Regions from separate parts of the Danio rerio genome. Here region 1 is linked to region 2. A link is a contact called in public HiCAR-type data. All regions are on one chromosome and are shown on one strand. Each heading gives the region's core, a stretch centred on a gene start, on an enhancer-like site or on the middle of the called end of the contact. The rest is flanking DNA. Distances are from core to core; before and after follow the strand shown. Region 1 holds the start of tet3 (tet methylcytosine dioxygenase 3). Region 2 overlaps tet3 (tet methylcytosine dioxygenase 3).

The links. HiCAR-type assays count read pairs that join an accessible place to other places.
Region 1: a contact with region 2 is called in a HiCAR-type map of caudal fin, with 4 times the contacts expected there. The contact joins the promoter of tet3 here to the enhancer-like site in region 2. A contact is called at or near these places in 11 of 18 Hi-C or Micro-C datasets (caudal fin, embryo, fibroblasts and 4 more) and 2 of 4 datasets of contacts at active chromatin or transcription factors (caudal fin and embryo).

What each region holds. Positions count from the first base shown.
Region 1 is chr5:15,090,477-15,096,084 of GRCz12tu, forward strand. It overlaps tet3 (tet methylcytosine dioxygenase 3), which reads right to left and starts at 3,610. Exons shown (of 12, transcript NM_001327945.1): 1 at 2,714-3,610. ap3m2 (adaptor related protein complex 3 subunit mu 2) reads right to left here. Exons shown (of 9, transcript NM_001002154.1): 9 at 5,056-5,608.
Region 2 is chr5:15,024,787-15,031,144 of GRCz12tu, forward strand. It overlaps tet3 (tet methylcytosine dioxygenase 3), which reads right to left. Exons shown (of 12, transcript NM_001327945.1): 12 at 2,063-6,358. The coding sequence ends at 5,504. Among named protein-coding and RNA genes, the nearest start is that of tet3, 66 kb to the right of the region's middle. Within about 2 kb of position 2,800, at least 3 of the 62 cell types and tissues checked have an H3K27ac peak or open chromatin away from gene starts, as enhancers often do. A contact at or near this core is called in caudal fin, where this site is marked.

The DNA.
Region 1 (5,608 bases), core at 2,360-4,859, 66 kb after region 2:
TATCTATCTATATAGTTACACATATATCCATATTTACACGAAGCAATATAAATATGCATGTAATAGGCTATAAAGTTTCTTCACAAGCTCCATAAGAATGTTCACAAGACAAAACACATTTACAGTAACAGCCTGAACTCTGAAATCAGTTTTTTTTTTCAATCTCCTACATTGATGTACGGGGGGGGGGAACACCAGACAAAAGATATTGAAACACGGAAGGTACTACGTGCGAAATGTGAGAAAATGCTCGGTTAGAATGGCGAATCCCCATTAGACAGCTCTCCATTGCTCTTTGTTTGTCCTTTGAGTCTCAATGCAGGACTTTCGCTTGACGCTCTTTGTTCAGCGCCAGGGGACCGTCAATAAACTCAAATATTTAACGGTAACTACGGGTCACGCAGTCCACGTATTGTGTATTGTTAAGGTATTGTATAGTTTAGATACTCGTCAGTGGTGCGTCGTTAACGGAACGTTTTGATTCGCAATGTATTGTTTGATACAGTAGGCTAGCCTACTAGGCTAGTGAAAGGTAACAGGGTTTAAATCAGGAGTCCCCACTATAGCTGCTTCGAAAAGTTAATAATTACAACGTGCTAAGACGAGCACTGCATTTAACAAAAACAAACAAACAAAAAGATGGAGGTCAACCACTCTTCTTTTTATAAGGCGAGTATTACTTTTTTAATATTAGGTTAGCTTACGTTATAGCCTAAGATTTAGCGTCTAGAATGAGCAATCAACCTTGTCCTCGTCGTATTTGATATAAACATGGGCTGAATATTACTTTATTACAACAGTGATACGAGCTTTACTAGGGGGTATGTAAAAGCTGTAGTGAGCACATTTTTTTTATTTGTTTGTTTTTCTCCAGCACGTCATTAAACTTTTGATATAACATTATTACTTTTATTGGTTACCAATTAAAACAATATCGAAATATAGTCTAGACTGTAAAGTTAAACTGTGTACACATAGAAACACGACGAATACAATATGCCTACTGGTATTTTTATTATCTTATTTGGAATATTTCAGCTCAAGTACGTTGGAAAATCGCCACAAGCTTCTCTGATCTCTTCTGTTTTTAAAGCCTGTATATAATTGTAATCGGGGATTATATCAAATGAGGGAAAAGAATCTGCTGATTCAGATGAAACCAGATCTTTCTGACATTAGCTGCACCACAAATTAGGCTTCACCCTACCCAAAAAAAGATAATCTACTATTTACTCACCCTCAAGGCTCCAAACCTTTAAACTTATATCGTGTTCAACATAATAATAATAATAATCATAATAATAATAAACTAAAACAGGTTTGTGAGAAGAAAAATTGAGTAATTAATAACAGACTTGGCTATTTTTTGGGGGTGAGACATTCTTTTAAAGTCGCGGTCCTCGCGGATGAACAAAGTTTTCGTCCAAATCCTTCGTAATGTTAACCGTAGGACATATAATTAAGTGTAATAATTAATTTATACGTCTTATCTATCTATCTATCTATCTATCTATCTATCTATCTATCTATCTATCTATCTATCTATCTATCTATCTATCTATCTATCTATCTATCTAATCTTTACACATCCATATTTACATATGCAGTTATTGCAGTAATATAATAATGGACGCAAATAAAGTTTTTTTAATATAGTATATCCATCCATCCATATAGATAGATAGATAGATAGAAAGATATATAGATAGATAGATAGATAGATAGATAAGACGTATAAATGAATTATTACACACTATTTTAATTGCTTTATTATCACAAACTATGCCATTTTTAGGTCGTACGGTTAACAATGCAAACGATTTTGAAGACAAAACATTGTTTGGCGACGAGTTTAAACGAATTAGCTCACCCAAAACGTGTCATTAATTTATACGTGCTTAACTAACAGTTTTGCAACTATATACTATTTACGGTTATTTGCTAACATGTGAACGACTTTGGATGACAAAGAGTACTTGACAGATCACATAATCACAGTGTAAGAGCAAACAAACCCGCGTTAAAATGATGAAGTGAAAGTTTATCCCGCCATAAGGAATCCTGCATTATAGTTAAATGGCCCAGATATTAAAACCAGCCCAGTCAAGTGTCTCGCACGCGCACTTGAGCACGTGGCTCTTCACTTTGCCGGGCGCTTTAACTGGCGGCAAAAAAGAAGAGGTGTAAAAACCTGCAATGGTCGTTTAAACTGCAGCACATACACTTCTGTATTAGCTTTTCCGATTTATCTTGACAAACAAGTGACAGTTTTCCTTGAAAGGGTGAGAAAAACGACACATCATCAAGGCCCCCCTCTGAATAAAGAAAACAACACCCTGGGGCGCGTGTTACAGCTCTGTCGGGCGCGATCTGTTACAAAGAAACACATTTTAAGTTCTGAATAAACAAGGTATTTCGTTTGGAACGCGTTAGATACAGTGTAACAAAAGCAGTCCGAACGCTTTCCGCTGTTGTTACATTGATCGTTCCTATTAATACCTCACATAGCCTACTACAGTGGAAAAAGTTATCAGTAATCGATGTGTATTGGGCTAATCGCCTCATTAGCAACTCAAAAACTTAAACAAGAGAATACACATACTTCATTTAAGCTGAATAAGGCAGTTTCGAACACTTTTTTTGGTTTTTTCAGTTATAAAAAGTTTCCAGATGTGTTGTAGTAACGTTAGTAGTAGTAACATGCAGGACTTACCAAGCGGTGGAAACGTTCCAAGTGTCTTGTCAAAGCCCATTTAGATTGAAATGACGGTTTACTTATAAACAGTACATGCATGTGCAATTACACATCATTATAAATGACTAAAACGTCATTAATTTACCTTATAAGCAGTGCAAATAAGAAAAGCGTGTAGAGTTAATTTGCTACAACGGGTTAAAAGAAATGCTACAAGTCAAGACTTGACATGGCGAATTGTACGAGGAGAAAAAAAGTGGTCATTTCATTAGGGCAAAGACCCTTTAACTTTTCTTCGCCTCGTCTATGTACTTCAGGGAAGTTTTAAGAGTTAAACGACGATGAGGAGGAGGAAGGAGAGCCTGTGAGAGACTGAAGTAAGTTGTGGAGTGGAGTTCAGAGAGTGCCGCGGACTGAGGGGTTAAAATTACGTCATCAAGAGGACTACATGTCATGAACAAAATTTAAGTGAACCTAGAGTCTTTGATTCATCTTTTTATGAATGTGAACATTCAAACATTTTTGGGAGGATCAATCATTATATGTCCAAAAAAAATAAATAAATAAATAAACAATCAGGTTTTAGTTGTAATTTGACCCCCAAATATTATTATTTTTGTTCCAAACAATTTATCTGTGGAATTTATAAAGATTCTTTCAATTTTATTTGGTAAATTTCATGTTCATAAATGCAGATTAAATAACTCTAAAACTTGTTTAAAGGTTATTATATTATAGATTTTCATTTGTATAGAATCGCTGCAATATACTAACAGCAAAAAATGTAAATATACAATTATAGTGGCAAAAGAGCTGAAGTTAATTGATGTCAATTGGATAGGTTAAATAATATTGTAAAGATCTCTATGTTAAATTGACTTTTTATTTATTTAGTTTATGCAATTTATTTTTTGTTTATTTTATGTTATTAAATACATTTGTATTTTTGGATGTCATGTTTAAATTGTATATTTCTGTTGTTTAATAAAAAAAATGCAAGGGAAGGGATTAGAAGCTATTGATATAAACAATTTTATAAATGCTTTCATAGACAATTGGATTAAAAGATGTATAACTAGTTCAAATTCAATGTGTTTTTTTTTATTCCCAATTATTGGTTTAATAGAATTGGCGGTCTCCAATTTATTTTGAAATGTAAATTTGCCCAGAATAAACTTTTACCAGCAAGCATTACTGGCTTGGAAACTATGTTACTCTCATAACTTTTCTCCACATAAAACATTTTATGGAACAACACTGATATTAAAGTTAAGAATAAATCCTTATTTTTTTTCTAATTGGTACGACAGAGATGTATTACATATATTTTCCTCATTGACAATTTATGAACAATTTATGAAAATTCATCAATTTCCTATCCCATTTAAGAAATTTAACATTATTGTAAATGCTATCCCAAAAGAATTATTACACTTGACAACAATTCATATTTCATATATAAATAAAAGAACCATAAACCCTCATTATTATTAGAAGGTATTAGTATAAATGATAAGAAAAGCATCAACAAACTTATTCTTAGAATTCTTCAACAACAAAAAAATCTAATTGCGCAAGAGGGAAGTCATATTGGTCAGCGTTAATAAAAGATATGGATTGGAAAAGAACATGGCTTCTCCCATATGTAATCCCAAACAAAGCAAAGGAAATCTATTTTAAAATTCTACACAAAATATCAATGCATTTATTTCAACATTTACTGATATTGCAATTACTTGTTTTTTTTTTTTTTTGTCAGGGAAATGAGGGAACTTTGACTCACATGTTTTTACATGTAAAATCTTACAAAAGTTTTGGTCAGATCTACATAACTACTTGAATAAATCACAATCAACAAAACAAATCGTTAAATTGAATGATATTATATGTTATTATTCTAGTCCCAATAATAAAAATGAAGAATATATATAACTTTTTTATATTATATGCAAATTTCTTTATCAACAAATAAAAAAAAATTCTTAAATCCTCTCCCTTATTTGCCTATTTTTAATTTAAAATTGATTCCTTGCTTAAAGCTATACATTTATCAAACAACAAACAATTCTGCAAGTTAATAGAAACTTATGATAAACTTATGAAAATATCATGCTTCCAGTAAGTTGGTCTTTATTGCTGCGTTTTTTCATTTAATTTTATACTTCCCCTTTTTTATTTTGTTCTTTTTTCTCTTTCTATTACTTATTGTTCTTATCACTTTGTTATTATATATACTTGTATTCCAGTCTCCAACAGATTACTTCCTGATTTATATTGTACATTTCTTCTTTTCTAAATAAAAGTTTATTTAAAAAAATAATTAAGAGAAACAAAATGGTAAACGTACAAATGAAAGGAGCTTACTAAAACATACTTAACTCATTTTAATCACAAATTCATTTGCACACACCCAAACAGAATGTTTTCTGTGTATTTATTATTTCATAGTACTGTAAACAGTTTGTTTTCATCTGAAAAACAGCATGGAGGAAAGAAAAAAAACAACAACTATAGTAGCTAAAATCAAAACATGATTATATTCTTGTATTTCATTCTGTATCCTTAAGTAAACAAATCATAATTAATTGTCTAAAAACTACACTTTACATGAGTGGACGGGTGTAGTACTTGGCTTCAAGTCCATCTTTTTTAAAAGCATGTTGCATTCTGGTGTAAAACAACTGACACGGGACAATCAAGTATCATGTACAGCATTTGTTTTGGTCAGTTATGCTTCAAATAGTTTGGGTATGGTCAGGTACGCAATAATAAATACCATAAAGAAAATCTTTAATAACAATCAAACAACGCAGATTTATACTGTCAAAATACTACAGTAAACAAGCACTCAAAAGCTTCAGTGTTAAACCATTTGAAAATGGTTTACTTTGCACACAATCATTGGGGACGGAG
Region 2 (6,358 bases), core at 1,550-4,049:
TCTTCTATTGATATACTGTACCTTAAGGTAAATATTAAATTGCCATTGCTGTCTATTGAAGATGTGTGCGTGCTGTCAACGACGATCGGGAAGGGTAGTGGCGGTTCTAGTTTAAATGACACCCTGGGCGAACCACCCTATACACCCCACCTCCCTTGAATTGTTAGATTTGTTATTCAATAAATATAACAATCTATTTATATTTATACTAAATAAATACAATTATTATTATACAATTATTATTCTGAATAAATAACAGAAATCAATCCTAAATATTACTGGAAAACAACAACTGGAGTGATATGCCAAGATCACTTAAGAAACCTTTTGCATGAAAATTAATTATGACAATTCTAAAGAATACAAAAAATGTATTATAGAATTATCAGTGGTCTTAGACCAGATCATGGCTGAGAAATCATGTTATGAAGTCTCACCTCCCTGACTCATTATCCCTCCTTTCTGCTTTAAAGGCATGCTAAGTGAAAGTAACATCATCATCATCATATTATATAAACTTTAGACGACTTTCACCTCTGCACAAAAGGCTGTTACTCCGTTTCACGGCGCATGAGCGGCGCGTATTTTGTCGGCGTGCATGCAAACAACCAACGCGGGAATGGTTTTCTGCGCGCATGCGTCAGTTTGCTTTCACCAGCATTCAGCATTGAACCAGCACTAAGGGGGAGAGACAATGAATCAGCTACGTCAGTAACACCAACAATAATTTAGTGGTTGCATTTTATTTATTTAAACTTTGGGGATTTATAAGTACATTTAAATCAATAATGTCAACAGCAAAATTATATTGGGGTGGCCCCAGGGGTGGCCGTGGCCACCCCTGGCCACCCCTTGGGGGCGCCCCTGCCACAGTATGCCACAAGGGAAACGATCAAATGCCTTCTCAAAGTCCACAAAACACATGTGGACTGGTTAGGCATACTCCCATGAACACTTGATCACCCTGGTGAGGGTATAGAGCTGGTCCACTGTACCACGGCCTGGACGCAAACTGCATTGTTCCTTCTGGATCTTAGGTTCAACCATTGGCCGGATCCTCCTCTCCAGTACCCTGGCATAGACTTTCCCCAGGAGGCTGAGTGTGATCCCCTTATAGTTGAAGCACACCTTCCGGTCCCCCTTTTTAAAAATGGGAACCTCCACCCCAGTTGTGCAGTCCAGAGGTACTGTCCCTGACCTCCATGCGATGTTGTAAAGACGTGTCAGCCACGACAGCCCCACAACATTCAGAGACCTATCTCATCCACAACCGCTGCTTTGCCACTGCGGAGCTTATGTATATAAATATATATTTTACAGTTCTGTCTGGTTCTTGAATCTGATTGGCTGATATCTGCAAAATCACCCGTTTTGTCATAACTTTAGACATTATGCTAGAGGATCATTCAAACACTAGCTCTAAAGTGACGTTGTTGAATTGATGTGAATAAATGGTGGAAGAAAGTAGTCCCGCTTACAAAAGAACTATTCGATTGGCTGGTGTTTGATTTTCTTTTTTACATACACGATTATGCCGTTGAACTGTTGTATAAACACAATATCACACTTTACAATTAAATTCATTCATTTTCTTTTCTGCTTAATTCCTTTATTAATCTGGGGTCTAAATGAACCGCTAAATTAATGCAGCAAGTTATACGCAGCGAATGCACTTCCAGCTGCAACCTATCACTGGGAAACACCCATACACACACATACACTACATCCAACTTAGTTTATTAAGCTCACCTTTAGTTTGGATTGTACCTGGAGGAAACCCACGCCAACACTGGGAGAACATGCAAACTCCACACAGAAATGCCAACTGGTCCCGCCAGGACTTGAACCAGCAACCTTCTTGATGTGAGGCGATCGTGCTAACCACTGAGCCACCATGTCGTCCTGAAAATAATAATTTAATTACTCAAAAATTTAGTTTATGTTGACTGATTCTGCAATTGAATCTGAAAGTCTGAAAATATAATGTAAAAAGCAGATTTGACAAAGTAAAGTCTTCTGTGATCATCAAATCAGTGAGCTGAGTCAATAAATAAGCGTTTCATCACAATTTCTGATTTTTATTTTTTATTTTTCCATAGTTCAGAACATAAAACAGTATTGTGGATCTTTCCACATACACTATGTATTCACATAATACACCATACACTACAAGGAGAGAGACCAAACAAAAGATAACACTTTTTACATACTGCATACTCAACATGTAAAATAGAACCAAGAACAATCTTCAACTCAAAGGAATGTAGCTGCCAGTTTTTTTTTTCTTTCTTTATCCTCTTTAGACATTTTGATGTAGAAAACTGGGCATGATTGATACTCTTAAAAGGTGAGTGCTGATAAATGGGGCAGATTAGTGTGTGTATGTGAGAAAGTGTTGTGTTTGTGTGTGTTTGTATGTGACAGTGTTGCCGAAAGGCAGATGTGGGTAAATAAAAAGAACGAGTATATTCAAACATAAATGAGCGAAAACGCATCTCTGGGCAGTTCAGCGAGCACCAGAATATTAAAATAACAGTCTATTCACATCAAAAGCATGAGAGTACCTATTCCTCTACCTGCCATCATGATCTTCAAGTACCATCATATAAGGTGAGAGCTAAAAAGAGAAACTGGATCAGTTGGAGTGCTTTTAGTTATTGTGATCATCTGAAATTACTAAGTAAATCATTTTGAAATGATCAGCACCATATGTACGTTTCCTCTCAAAACAAGTTCACATGTCAATTTAAGAGCTCAAAGAACTGCAACAGTGTTTGCCAAGAGTCATTTCCACAGTGAACTCTAGGGGGTAGCACCATGGTTCAAAAGCCATTTGAATAAAACTCTGCTGGGCTTCAAGAGTACTCTTGAAACGCCGCTATTTAAACTTCAGGGGAAAGTCTTGTATCTCCAAGAACAAGTGACAGTCGAGGATAACAACGTCAGTGCAGACTCAGAGTTCTTTCAGACTCACCCCATGCAATATTTCATGAAATAAAAAGAAGCATTACATGAGTAAAGCCACCTAGACTTCTGAACTGAAAGCGGTCACGATTCAAACTGCAAGGTATTCTTTCCCGTCTATGGCCAAATTCATGTTAAAAAAAAGATCTTCCAATCCCTTTGAGAAATTATGTAAGTCCTGAATCCTTATGAACTGTATTGGTCAACATGGTCACATTCTTTGTTCTCCATTTGTTAATGGTTTATAAATGTGGATCAGATGCAGGAAAAGGAAGCCGGTGACAATGGTAGCACAGAGGTATTGGTGTAAGTACAGTACTCACAATAGGAAGGACAGCAGTATCTTGAGTTGCCACAAAGCATCCTGCTTTGCGGTCTGTTGTTGACGGCTTGACATACAGACAACTAAAAATTCAGGAATCATTCATGATTAGGCCATCATCCCTCACCAGTTAAATTATCTTACCTAAATATTTAACTATTTACATTTCTATCTCTCCCAATAAAATTCCATTAAAACAAAAACTAGGCTTCAAGTTGTCAATAATCCGTTCTCATTTTTTTTTCCATCGTCCTCATTAAAATCAAGATAAAAAGTGCTTTTTATAAAATCCTCTCTTCAATATTTACAATTTTTCTAAAATGAACAAACCAAAAAAAAAAAAGAAAGAAAGACAGCAATCACAATAACAATAATCATCATCATTATCATATAATAAATAATAATTACGAGTGTGGATGTAGGCAGCGAGCCTGCAGTATGTAGCGACCGTGTGTTTGTAGCATGTTGTGGGACCAGTGTCTGTACAACATGAGGTAAAGAGCTTTAGGACCACTTAATGAGCACCAGAATCTGTCCTCTGTGAGTGTCAAGCATCTTACAGCCCTGTGTAAACCAGTGGCAGCCCTGCATTGCTCCCTGTACATAGCTCACAGACAGGCATCACATACATTCTGACCGGTGTGGGTGCTTGTTTTGGAATCCAAACACGCACACACTCACACGCGTACACACATAAAACAGGGCTGAAACTATACAATGCCATTCAGCACCATGAATTCCAGGTGTGGGTGATCTCTGAGGGCAAGAGGAGAGAAAGAGGAATGCTTACAACAATGAGCAGGGGGGCAACTTTACAGGAGTATAGACTCATAGTAGCACCAACTCCAAAAAAATGTGCTCTGTCCATTAGGCTGGCGAGTTTAACCAGCAGTGGGTGGGAATAGATCCCCAAAATAATAACTTTATCAGTCATACGGGTATATCAGGACATGGAAGACATGTTCAGTTTACACAGGGCCAGCGATTTAGAGAATCCCATTCAAGCACCTTATGCACCTACAAGTCACTACGTTTATTATCTCAAAGTCCTACAGTGATCTGAACATATCTAGGGTGATTTAAGCAGAGACTGCAGAATTCCAATACAAACTAAGTGATGGTTTTAGAACTCCCTGTTTGAGCTGAGTCTGGACTGTCTACATGGAAATCACAAGCTTAAAACCTGTGGTGGGTTGCCTTGCAGCTTTTTAGGGCAGCTCTATTAAGGTGAATATTTGCTATCACTATCAGCACCTTAAAGAAGTTTGTTTACATGGTGTCCCATGGGTAAAGAAGAATGGCTGCAAATGAGTCAGCACCAATCAGATGACATGATGGAAGGCTAAGCCAATTACAAGGACTTTGAGGTCCCCATCACTGAACATGACTGACATCTGCTGCTAAAGAGCACCCAGGTCCAGCACCTGCCTCGATATTGTGAGGGCAAAATCAGAGACACTTGAGACTGAAAAAAGCACCATTTGAAGGGATGAGAGACTTTCCTTAGAGTGGCACCAAACAGAAAGGCCTAAGCTGGCGTCAGGTCCTCTCTTTCTTGGTCACATGTTCAGTGACTAGCACAATGAGCAAATACTCTATATAGAGTTGCTTTCATGCAGTCACATAAATGTGACTCGCGATGATGTGAAGGTGCATCATTAATCGAGAGGCTGGAGAGGCGAAAAGCGCAACGAAAATGCTGATTAGCTTGTTCTCGTTTTCATAGAGATCAAGCGAGAATGAAGAAAGGAAGTCCCTCTTAGTAAGAGGACGAAAAATCATAACGTTAAAAACAATGATAAAAAAACAATAACATTAAAATAAAAATAGTCATCTTCATAATATAATAACAATACCTGTAATATCAACATTAACAGTAACAATAGCAAATGTAATAATATTGATAATAGAGCAATAATTAGGATCATCAAATTCACTTAAGGAGGGGTAGCTATGGAAGTCCCTCCCACGTTGGAGAGAGAAAGAGCACCATAGACAGCGTGTCCGTTTGGGGAACTCCCAAACTGCTGCCAAAATTTGAGGTAAAAGAAATAAAAGTGAAAAAAGTGCCCCTTCCTCTATTCTCCCTCTCTTTCAGTGGCCTGACAGAGGTGTTGGAGCTAGAAGAAGGGAAGCAAATGGTAAAGGAGTAAGATTTATGACCCTTATCATTTCTGTTCCCATCTCTGGCTCCAGGGGGCAACAGTCTACAAGAGTTCACACAAATCGACTGTAAGGACCAGTGAGGTGTGTGGACGGGTAAGGTGAAACTGTGACTATGGTGGTGCTATGCTGTGTTGGGGCCATCCGTGTCACTACACCCTCCCGTTTGTCCTTAGTTTGTCCAGGGGACGGGCTTGCTGACCCAGCCGCCCATTTGCGCTTTTTCCCGTAGGCCTTGATTTCTTCCTGTGAGAGACCCAAAAGAGCAGCTTCTTGTTGCCGTTGTCGCGCTCGCTCTGCCAGGATTTTCATCTTGGATTCCCACAAAGCCAGACCATGGCAGGGCTGGTTCAGGTTCTTGTGCTGGTAGAAGACCAGGGATATGCGGCTTGGGTGAGTGCGGTCAGGCTTTTTAAGCGGTGTGGTGGCATGGAGTTCTCGACGGGCACACTCAATCAAGACACAACCATGAGCAGGTGCAACTGCTACTCCTCCGATGTTGGGATCCAAGAAGTTGTGTTCACTGTCCGACCAAACCTCGTCCTCTTCAGGATCTCGTTCACTTTGTGTCTCTGCTCCACTGTCCCAACATGCCTGGCCGTCCGACCTTTGCAGTGCATCGGGAAACAATCGGCCCTCAGGAGCTGGGGATGGCGTGCTACCTGCTGCTGACCCACCACCAGACTTCCAGGCTTTCTCCTGGAGTCCAAGGGGTGCTGAGCCACAATTTACACCTGCCTGGGAAAGCATGTTATCAGGGTAAGCACCAGCAGGGTTGCCTTGCCTGATAACACCAGCACCATAACCCATGGGACCATAGGGACCCCATGCTTTAGGTTGTGGACTAGGGGCAGGACTTCCCCACTGCCTTGGGGTGGACGGGTGTGGAGAGGGTGCAGGTGATAGACC